Linked DNA regions of Mus musculus: regions 2 and 3 are each linked to region 1. The links are chromatin contacts, called in public Hi-C maps. All regions are on one chromosome and are shown on one strand. Each heading gives the region's core, a stretch centred on a gene start, on an enhancer-like site or on the middle of the called end of the contact. The rest is flanking DNA. Distances are from core to core; before and after follow the strand shown.

Region 1 (2,700 bases), core at 183-2,682:
CGCTCATCACTCTCACAGAGAAACGATGCATCCAGATGTGCCCGGATCTCTGGGCCATTTGGAGTATGCTTGTCTTTTCTGCCACCCTTAGAACCCAGTGCTCAGGGTCCCTCTGGAACAGATCCAAGGACAGCTTTGTAGAGTAGCCAGTGTGCCCTAGGACTAAACCTAGGAATGGCTCCAGGAACTACCTGTGTTAGCTATGTTTCAAGGGCTTTACAACAGTAGCTCATTAACTACTATGACATCCCATGGAGCGAATGTCATTACCCATGCTCCACACCTCAGGACTCAGAGGCTCAGGGAAGCTGGTACCCGTGAAGGTACAGTTAGAAAGAGGAACAGCTGACATGTGACTTCCAGGTCAGCTTTCCCTGTCATCTGAGTCCCTGCCTCCGGTAGACAGGAGACATGGCCAGGTGGAAGCTGTCTCCATTCCTGCCCTGGGAGGCTCCTGGGCAGCACCTCTGCTAAGGATGAGACAGCTCTGTGTGAGTAACTAGTGCCAGGGAAGGACCGGAGCAGCCAGAGTCTCATACACTGCGGTGGCCTGTGGCTTCTGGGCTGGCCCTGTGAATGTGGTTGGTCTAATGATGTTGAAGGTTCAGAAACCCTTGGCCCATATTTCTTGGTATGTCCTCTGCTTCCCATACTTCAATGTATTCGTGGGAAGTGGTGTCCTGGGGTCAGCTCTAGGTATAATCTGTATTGTGGGGGGTGGGGGAGGCTGGTGCTGGGTAAATGGGAGTAGGGTAGACCAGAGGAGAGTCCCTGGATTCTGGACACCCCTTCTTTATTCCACAGTAGGACATAAAGGCCTGAGCTGGAAGCATCTTCAAAACAACATGCATCCTCCTTGTGTGGTCATCTGTCTCTGTTGCCTGAGGGGGGCTGTGGGAGGACTTTCTGGAGGAGGCTGCTGGGAGTTTGTTCTAGAAGCATCCATTATTGGACTTGAGGGGAGATGGAAGCTGTGTGACAGGCATCCCACGTGCCTGGAAGGGAGTGAGGAGAGAGGATGCCAGGCCTGCGGCACACATCTGACCTGCAGAAACCCAGGCTGCTGTAGCACATCACCACTGCAGGTGGCTTCCAGAGCAGACTAGAGACTTAACTGCAGAAGGGGTGCTGCACCCTCAGCCCCTGCAGAAGCCAGCCAGGAGGAGCTCAGCCCTGCCGAATGTGACTTGGAACCCGCACCTCCTGAAGGAGGCTTTACCACAGGAAAAACTCCGTGGGAGATTGGCTTTGAGTGTGTGATCTCTGTAGAGGGAGCCAGAAGTGTGGATCTGCACTCTGAAACTCAAAACTGGACCCAGCCAACATGAAGCTGACGTGGCTGCTGTGTGGGCATCACCACGTAGCCACAGACTCTGCCAGCCAGGGTTACACAGCATCCTCTCACAGCAGGCCTGACTTGATGCCCAGGGCTACTCATCAGGGTGGAACTCATGGTAGATGTCAGAACGGGAAGTGTGCATGGGGGTGGGGTGGCCTGGCTCGTCCTAGAGTGCATTTACTTTTGCACAGCCTCACGGCACAGAGCCTGGCTGTCATCTGGAACCACGTGTGAAGTGCTTCCAGGCCTCCAAGCACAAGAGCCTGAAGCTGCTTCCAGCCACGGCTGTGACCTGGATGGACCTGGAGAGAGAAGCTGTGTCCCCTCAGCCCAGGACCTTGGCGCAGTCCCACCGTACCCTACCCAAGCAGTCACTGTGTTGGTTCCCACCAAGGGATCTGCACTTTGACCTCACGGAGAGACACACCCACCTAGCCAGCCTCCCCAGGAACAGGACAAGGAGCTAGGCTGTTGTCCAGGAGACTTTTCTGACAGAAATCTCAGTGATTTGGAGGGATAACTGCTAGTGGTGGAGTGGAAGGAGGGTGTGAGGAGCAAGCCAGGACTCTGAGCCTGTGACTGATGCCTGCCTCCCTCATCTGATGATATTCTCTGGGACAGTGGAGGTCGAATTGGGGGTGGGGGGGTGAAAGTAGACATTTCAGGGGGCTGAGGCGTCTGGCATCCAGTGTCAAGTGGAGACAATAAGTGAGTTTCCATTAATGCTGGGCAAGCCAGTATTTCAAAGGAATAGAGCATGTTGGGCCACTGACAAGAGGTGTCCAGAGTAAGGGACAGGGGAAAGAGCCCCAAGAGTCTTCTGGGGCCTCTAAGGTGGCCATATGAGAGGAGAGGCAGGGGCTGGAGAGATGGCTCAGCGGCTAAGAGCACACTGACTGTTCTTCCAGAGGTCCTGAGTTCAATTCCCAGCAACCACATGTGGCTCACAACCATCTGTAATGGGATCTGATGCCCTCTTCTGGTGTGTCTGAAGACAGCTACAGTGTACTCATATACAATAAACAAACAAACAAACAAATAAATAATTTTTAATGAAAAAGAGAAAGAGAAGAGAGGAGAGGAGGGGAGAGGAGAGGAGAGGAGAGGAGAGGAGAGGAGAGGAGAGGAGAGGAGAGGAGAGGAGAGGAGAGGAGAGGAGAGGAGAGGCAGGTATCATGATCATGGAGTCTAAGGCAGCACCATTCTCAGGTTTGTGCGTGGGAATGCTGCAGTGACCATGACCATGACCATGACCCTGACAGCTAGCATTACGGAGAACACTGTCTAAACGCAGCTTCACGCTATTGGAATAGGCATCTAACTTTTATTTTATTTTGCCCACAAAGGGCACCAGCGAGCCA
Region 2 (2,700 bases), core at 130-2,629, 170 kb after region 1:
TGCAGTCACAGGAAATGAATCCTTTAACACTTCTGGAAATGTGGGAAAGCATCATGCCACGTCTTACCTGCAATCTTTGTGTATGTACACATGGTTTGTGTGTGTGCGCGCACATGTGAGCAGATGTGTTCACGTACACATGCACACAAGGAGGCCAGAGGTCTGTCTGAGTGTCTTCTTCTGTCATTGTCCACATTATAGAGACAGGGGTCCTTCACTGAGCCTGAAGCTCACTGTTTGGGCTAGATGGTCCCACCAGCGAGGCTCTGGGCTCTGCCTGTCTCTGCCTCTCCAGTGCCAGGACCACAGGCTCACATGGTCAAGGCCAGCCTTGACCAAACTCAGGTCCACTCAGGTCCACACACTTACACAGCAAACGCTTTACCCACTGGGCCGTCTCCACAGCCCTTTGATTGAAGCCTTCGAGACTCTGACCTGGGGGCCTGGCTAAATCAGACCTCTCGTCCTGATCCACAGGCACCACACATGCCAAGTTCACGGTAATTTATTGTGCAGCCAAGGAAAACTGAAGCAGCCTGCCAGGTGACAGGTCCCCTGCGGGCTCTGGGGAAACCACACTGGGCAGTCTAGACCTGCCTGCCTCTAACCTGCTGGGGCCTCTGGTCAGTCCGAAACACGGGACAAGTACATGCAAGAAATTCACTCAGCCACCAAGCTACTTATTTAAATGCCTTGAAAAGAATGAACAGGAGCTGACGCAGAGAGAAACTGACTGAAGAGCAGCCTTGCTACAAAAGCTGGGGGGCTGTCAGAAAAGGCCCATCTGAGGGGATACTTTGAAACTGAGACGACAGCACCCTTAAGGATAAGAAGGTATTGGCTATCTTAGATATGAAGGAGAAGCAATCTCAGCTAGGGAGACACATGTGCTAAGTCCCGGAGATATGAAACACTTCTCACTAAACACAGCTCCTGGTTATCTGCTGACGTAGCTGGCATGGTCATGGAGTAATACCACAGCTTTCCTGCACCAAACCGATGCTACGTTATGTCCACTCAAAATACCTCCCTCCTTGTGGTCCCCAGCACAGCTCCGGTGGTCTACTGTGTGGTGGGAAGGCTCTGCAGATGTGACCCTGCCCCCCCGGCTGGAGTCTTGGAGCACACAAAAACAAACTGGGGCACAGACACTCATGACAGCTGGGCTGTCTGTTTTCCTTTCCGACCCTTTTAAAATATATGTATTTGTTTTTACAGTTGCCTGCTATTTTGGCAGTGAGCGGTGATTTGCCATTAATGTTAGTGACATAATGCTGCTTTTAAAAATAAGCTTTATGGGAAGTTAATTGCAGACAGTGGAAGTCAGCGACTTTAAGTGAGCGTTTTGATGAGTTTTGACAAGTGTAGGAAACCTCATAACCACTGTGACAGTCACCATCTAAAAGACGACATCACCAGAGAAAACACAATCCCCTCCTGCCCGTCTTCCCGGCCCCTGCAAACCACTATCTGTCAGCGTGGCTTGAATTGTGAATGTTCTAGGATCACACGCAAGTGTAGCGGTTACACTGTGTCTGGCTTCTTCACTTAGCATAATACTCTTGGGATCTGTGCACAATGATGTCCTCAGCAACCTTATCCTTTTGTCGCAGTTGGCAGCCTCGTTCTCGGTGACTATCCATTCTCCGTGTTGATGGGCATCGTCATGGCTCGAGCTGAGCCTACCCTGAATGAGGCTGTTTTACTCTTCTGGAGGTTGCCAGGTCCAACAGTAAGTTCAGTCAGCTTTCTCCCATCCAAGGACTACCCAGGCCGACCCTGCTTAGCTTCTGAGATCAGGAGCATTTGGGTTGGTACGGCTATAGACTAAGGGCTTAGCCCCCAAAGGCTGAAACTGTTGGCTCATAATGTTGGTGCGCCTTGAAGAACCGCCATGATACAAGGTGTCTTCGGGTACACAGAAAACCTCTGATGTTTGTGTCGCTCTTGAAGGTCGTCTGTCACATGGTGGCTTTGCCTGAGTCTCTATGACTCAGTGGCCACACACATCTCTGAAATTTCTGATCAATGTTTTCACTCTTTACCAGTTGGGTTATCTCCTCAACATTGGATGGGTCCCTTGGAGCTCTGCCATCTGAGGCGTTGCCCACGGTCACATTAGTTAACATGGGACAAGGGACTTCATAGATGTAACTGAGACTGACAACCGGCTAGCCTCACTGTTTCAGTCCGTCCCACCATCCCACAAGCCCTCACAAGCCGACAGAGGAGTGCACAGACACTTGAGGTCTGAGGGGATCCCACACACGTGAGACGCTAGAAGATGGAGAACACGGGGTGGGGGGGCACAGAGCGAAGGCTTCCACCATCAACCAGAGACTTTAAAAGATGAGTGGAATGAGACCACCTTTGTGTCAAGACAAAGCAGTAAGGACGTTTTTAAAACTATCAATCAATAAGGTGAACACAAAGCCAAGCCAAAGCTCGAGAGATGGCTCAGCAGTTAAGGGCACTCACTGCTCTATCAGGAGACAGGAGTCCAGAGTTCCAGGACCCACATCAAGTGGCTTACCAAAGCCTGTCACTCCAGCTTCAAGGAATCTGAGGCTCACTTCTGGCCTCTGTAGGTAGACCTATATACACATGTGCACACATGCACACATACACACACACTCACACACAGATGCATACACACACACTGAAGTATATAGTTGGGGCAAGAGTTCCATAGAGCTTGGG
Region 3 (2,700 bases), core at 40-2,539, 230 kb after region 1:
GACAAGCATAGGTCTCGCCTCTCCTGGTTACAAGTGACTTCTTGTAACTCAGCCCAAGCAATGCTGGATGAACTGGAACCAGCAACTTACTGGGGATTGAAATGAGAAGTTCAAGCGTACTTGGAGTTTCAGGTGCGTTTAGATCCTTCTGCTCACCGGGGACCAAGCCCGAGTCCGCATCCGACCAAGAGGCACCATCCCAGCTTCCGTGTGTCTCGCCGTCCCCGGGTCTGTCTCTCTGTCTCTCCATCCTCGCTTCAGGCCGGGGCCCAGCCCGAGAGACATTGGCCCGGCCCGTGCATCCTCCCTGCCTACCCCGCTGTCTCTGTCTCCCTCCCTCTGTCCCAAGGCCTCCTCCAGATGTCACCGGTCTCTGTGTGACCTCATCTCTACCTTCTTCCAAGCTGGCTCTGCCTTCAGACAGCTTGCTAAGCACTTCTGTATAAAGGCCAGTGCAGCCAGCAGGGCCATTAGACAGCCCAGAAATCTCTAGCCTGGGATTGAGGTGAGCTGGGCAGGTTTCCCTCAAGGGAAACTGGACATTGGCTCTGGAGGACACAAGCAGCCGGGACTGTTAAGTTAGGGGGTGTTCAGCGTTTCCCCACACATCTGCTGCAGGATGATGAACCATGCGACCCTCACTTGCTCCGTCATCCTCATTCACTGAGCACTTGTTCTTAGAGAAGGGTAACTAGCAACAAAGTAACAAACTAGACAGAATCTTGACTGATGTGCAAAGAGCAACAAAGTAACAGAATCTTTACTGCAGCGCTGGGCGTCTAGCACAGCTGTGTGTCAATAACCAAGACAAAACACACAAACTAAAAGCTGGGCAGTGGCGGTCCACACCTGTAATCCCAGCACTTGCAGACGGAGGCAGGAAGATCTCTGCGTTCCGAGATAGCCTGGGCTACAGAGTCACTTCTAGGACCGCCTGAGCTACACAGAGAAACCCTGTCTCGGAAAATCAAAACAAGAAGAAGGAGGAGGAGGAGAGGAAAAAAAAAACTGCATATGACAGGGAAGGTGGTGAGAAAGGATCAGAAGTCAAGCAAAGAGGGAAGGGAGTTGTGGGGGTGGGGAGGTCGTGTGAAACTTTATCCATAATGATCTCATTGATAAAGGGGACACAGGATCAAGAAAGGCCAGGGAACTTATTAACAGGAATTCTAGGAAGCACATTCAAGCAGCAGTAATAGTTGGTGCAAAGGGCCAGAGGCATGCAGGCTGACAGAGTGGCAGCACTGTGACCCAGGGCACAGAAAATGGGAAGTCTGAGGCGTGCTGATGGTGATGTTCATCATGTGAGGGCTTGAGGCTGAACCAGGGAGAGGACTTGACTTTCTGGGGAGGGTGGATGTCAGGCATACATGGGTCAGAGAAGGGAAACAGTCTGACTTCCATTTCACTAGGTGGAGAAGAGGCTGACTGTACAGTGAGGCAGGTGCGGAGTCTACAGCTGTCCAGGCACAAGAGGAGCCCAGCCAGTGCTCTATTGCAGTGGTGCAGGCTCAGAGGCAAAGCTGGAAAGATGGGCAGATAGGTCACAAGTAAGACCTGTGGAGAACATCTCCAGGGACTGCAAAGCTGTGGGGGAAAGGTGATGGGGTTGCTCAGTGCCCCCAAGGGAGGAGCCACTCCACAGACAGCCATGGTGGAGTCTGAAGCTGAGGGTGAGCCTTGATTTCTGAGGTTCAGGCATGTAGTGGGGACAGTGGGACAAGGTACAGCTCCTAGGCTTTGTGCACCTTACTGGGTACACTTACTGGACACTGAGGCCTTCAGGACCCCAGCTCTGACGTCCACATCCTGCGCAAAGCAGACCCGGGAAAGGAGAACCCGGCAGCCCCATTTTCCACGTTCCATCTGGCAGATGAGGAGACTACACTCCCCTGCTGACCGGTAACCAAGGGATGGGTTGGAAACCCTCGGCTCTCACGGGGGCCAGATGGCAGGCAGCTAGGGAGATGCACCCAGATTCCAGGCAGCAGTTCAGGGCAGCTTCATCCACCGACATCCATTCTGAACATTCCAGCTGCCACTCACCAGCGAAATGAAGGCGTGTGGATGCAGGTTATCTCAGGAGTGGCCCATCCTGGGTTCAAACTGCCAAGTGCATTCCTGCGAGGGTTTTCTAGTTTTATTCGTCGACAAGGGTGTTGAGGGGCAGGTTCGTCTGAATTCTAGAAAGTGTGTCAGAATTAGGCTTGGCTGCTTGGGAAAATGAAACCTAGCATTGCTTCTTCGACACATAAAAATGTCTGGGGCCGGTGGTCCAGAATTGGAGTGGTAGTGTCAAGATGTCTCTAGCTTTCTACTCTGTCATCCCTTCTGTGTCACATCTGTCCTCGAGGCCACCTTGTGCTTCAGAACTGCCACGTACTTGGCAACAGGAAGCAAAGGTCAAAGGGCAAAAAAGGGATAAAACAGTAAATGAAGAGCAGCCCCTGAGGACCACGCCCCAGCAGTCACGTGGGATGTGGGCATTCTTACATAGTCACGTGATCTTGGGTTTGGCCAAGTCACAGAGGGTTTAGCGTCTTTGCTAGGGGTGAACGGGCTTGAAGAAAGCATACAGGGAGGCTGCTGTGCCCTCAGGTTAGTTACTGGAACCCGGATGCAGAGCCACCCGACACTGTCATACCCTCTGCCCACACACAGAGAGGAAGGAGGGGGAATTCAGATACAAGCCTCAATTTC

The links. Hi-C and Micro-C count contacts between places; a contact is called where the count stands out from the background.
Region 2: a Hi-C map of bone marrow-derived macrophages shows a contact between it and region 1, with 37 read pairs. The contact joins two enhancer-like sites. A contact is called at or near these places in 9 of 484 Hi-C or Micro-C datasets (bone marrow-derived macrophages, embryonic stem cells, morula and 1 more), 6 of 115 datasets of contacts at active chromatin or transcription factors (differentiating embryonic stem cells, embryonic basal ganglia, embryonic stem cells and 1 more) and 1 of 9 other capture datasets (bone marrow-derived macrophages).
Region 3: a Hi-C map of bone marrow-derived macrophages shows a contact between it and region 1, with 36 read pairs. The contact joins two enhancer-like sites. A contact is called at or near these places in 4 of 484 Hi-C or Micro-C datasets (bone marrow-derived macrophages, embryonic stem cells, epidermal suprabasal cells and 1 more) and 4 of 115 datasets of contacts at active chromatin or transcription factors (SST interneurons, differentiating embryonic stem cells, embryonic basal ganglia and 1 more).

What each region holds. Positions count from the first base shown.
Region 1 is chr2:166,356,778-166,359,477 of GRCm38.p6, reverse strand. No RefSeq gene overlaps it. Among named protein-coding and RNA genes, the nearest start is that of Gm14268, 32 kb to the left of the region's middle. Within about 2 kb of position 1,432, at least 55 of the 459 cell types and tissues checked have an H3K27ac peak or open chromatin away from gene starts, as enhancers often do. A contact at or near this core is called in bone marrow-derived macrophages, where this site is marked.
Region 2 is chr2:166,188,825-166,191,524 of GRCm38.p6, reverse strand. No RefSeq gene overlaps it. Among named protein-coding and RNA genes, the nearest start is that of Gm30536, 4.2 kb to the left of the region's middle. Within about 2 kb of position 1,379, at least 7 of the 459 cell types and tissues checked have an H3K27ac peak or open chromatin away from gene starts, as enhancers often do. A contact at or near this core is called in bone marrow-derived macrophages, where this site is marked.
Region 3 is chr2:166,125,885-166,128,584 of GRCm38.p6, reverse strand. The region is part of intron 2 of Sulf2 (sulfatase 2); the gene reads left to right. Among named protein-coding and RNA genes, the nearest start is that of Gm52534, 7.0 kb to the right of the region's middle. Within about 2 kb of position 1,289, at least 15 of the 459 cell types and tissues checked have an H3K27ac peak or open chromatin away from gene starts, as enhancers often do. A contact at or near this core is called in bone marrow-derived macrophages, where this site is marked.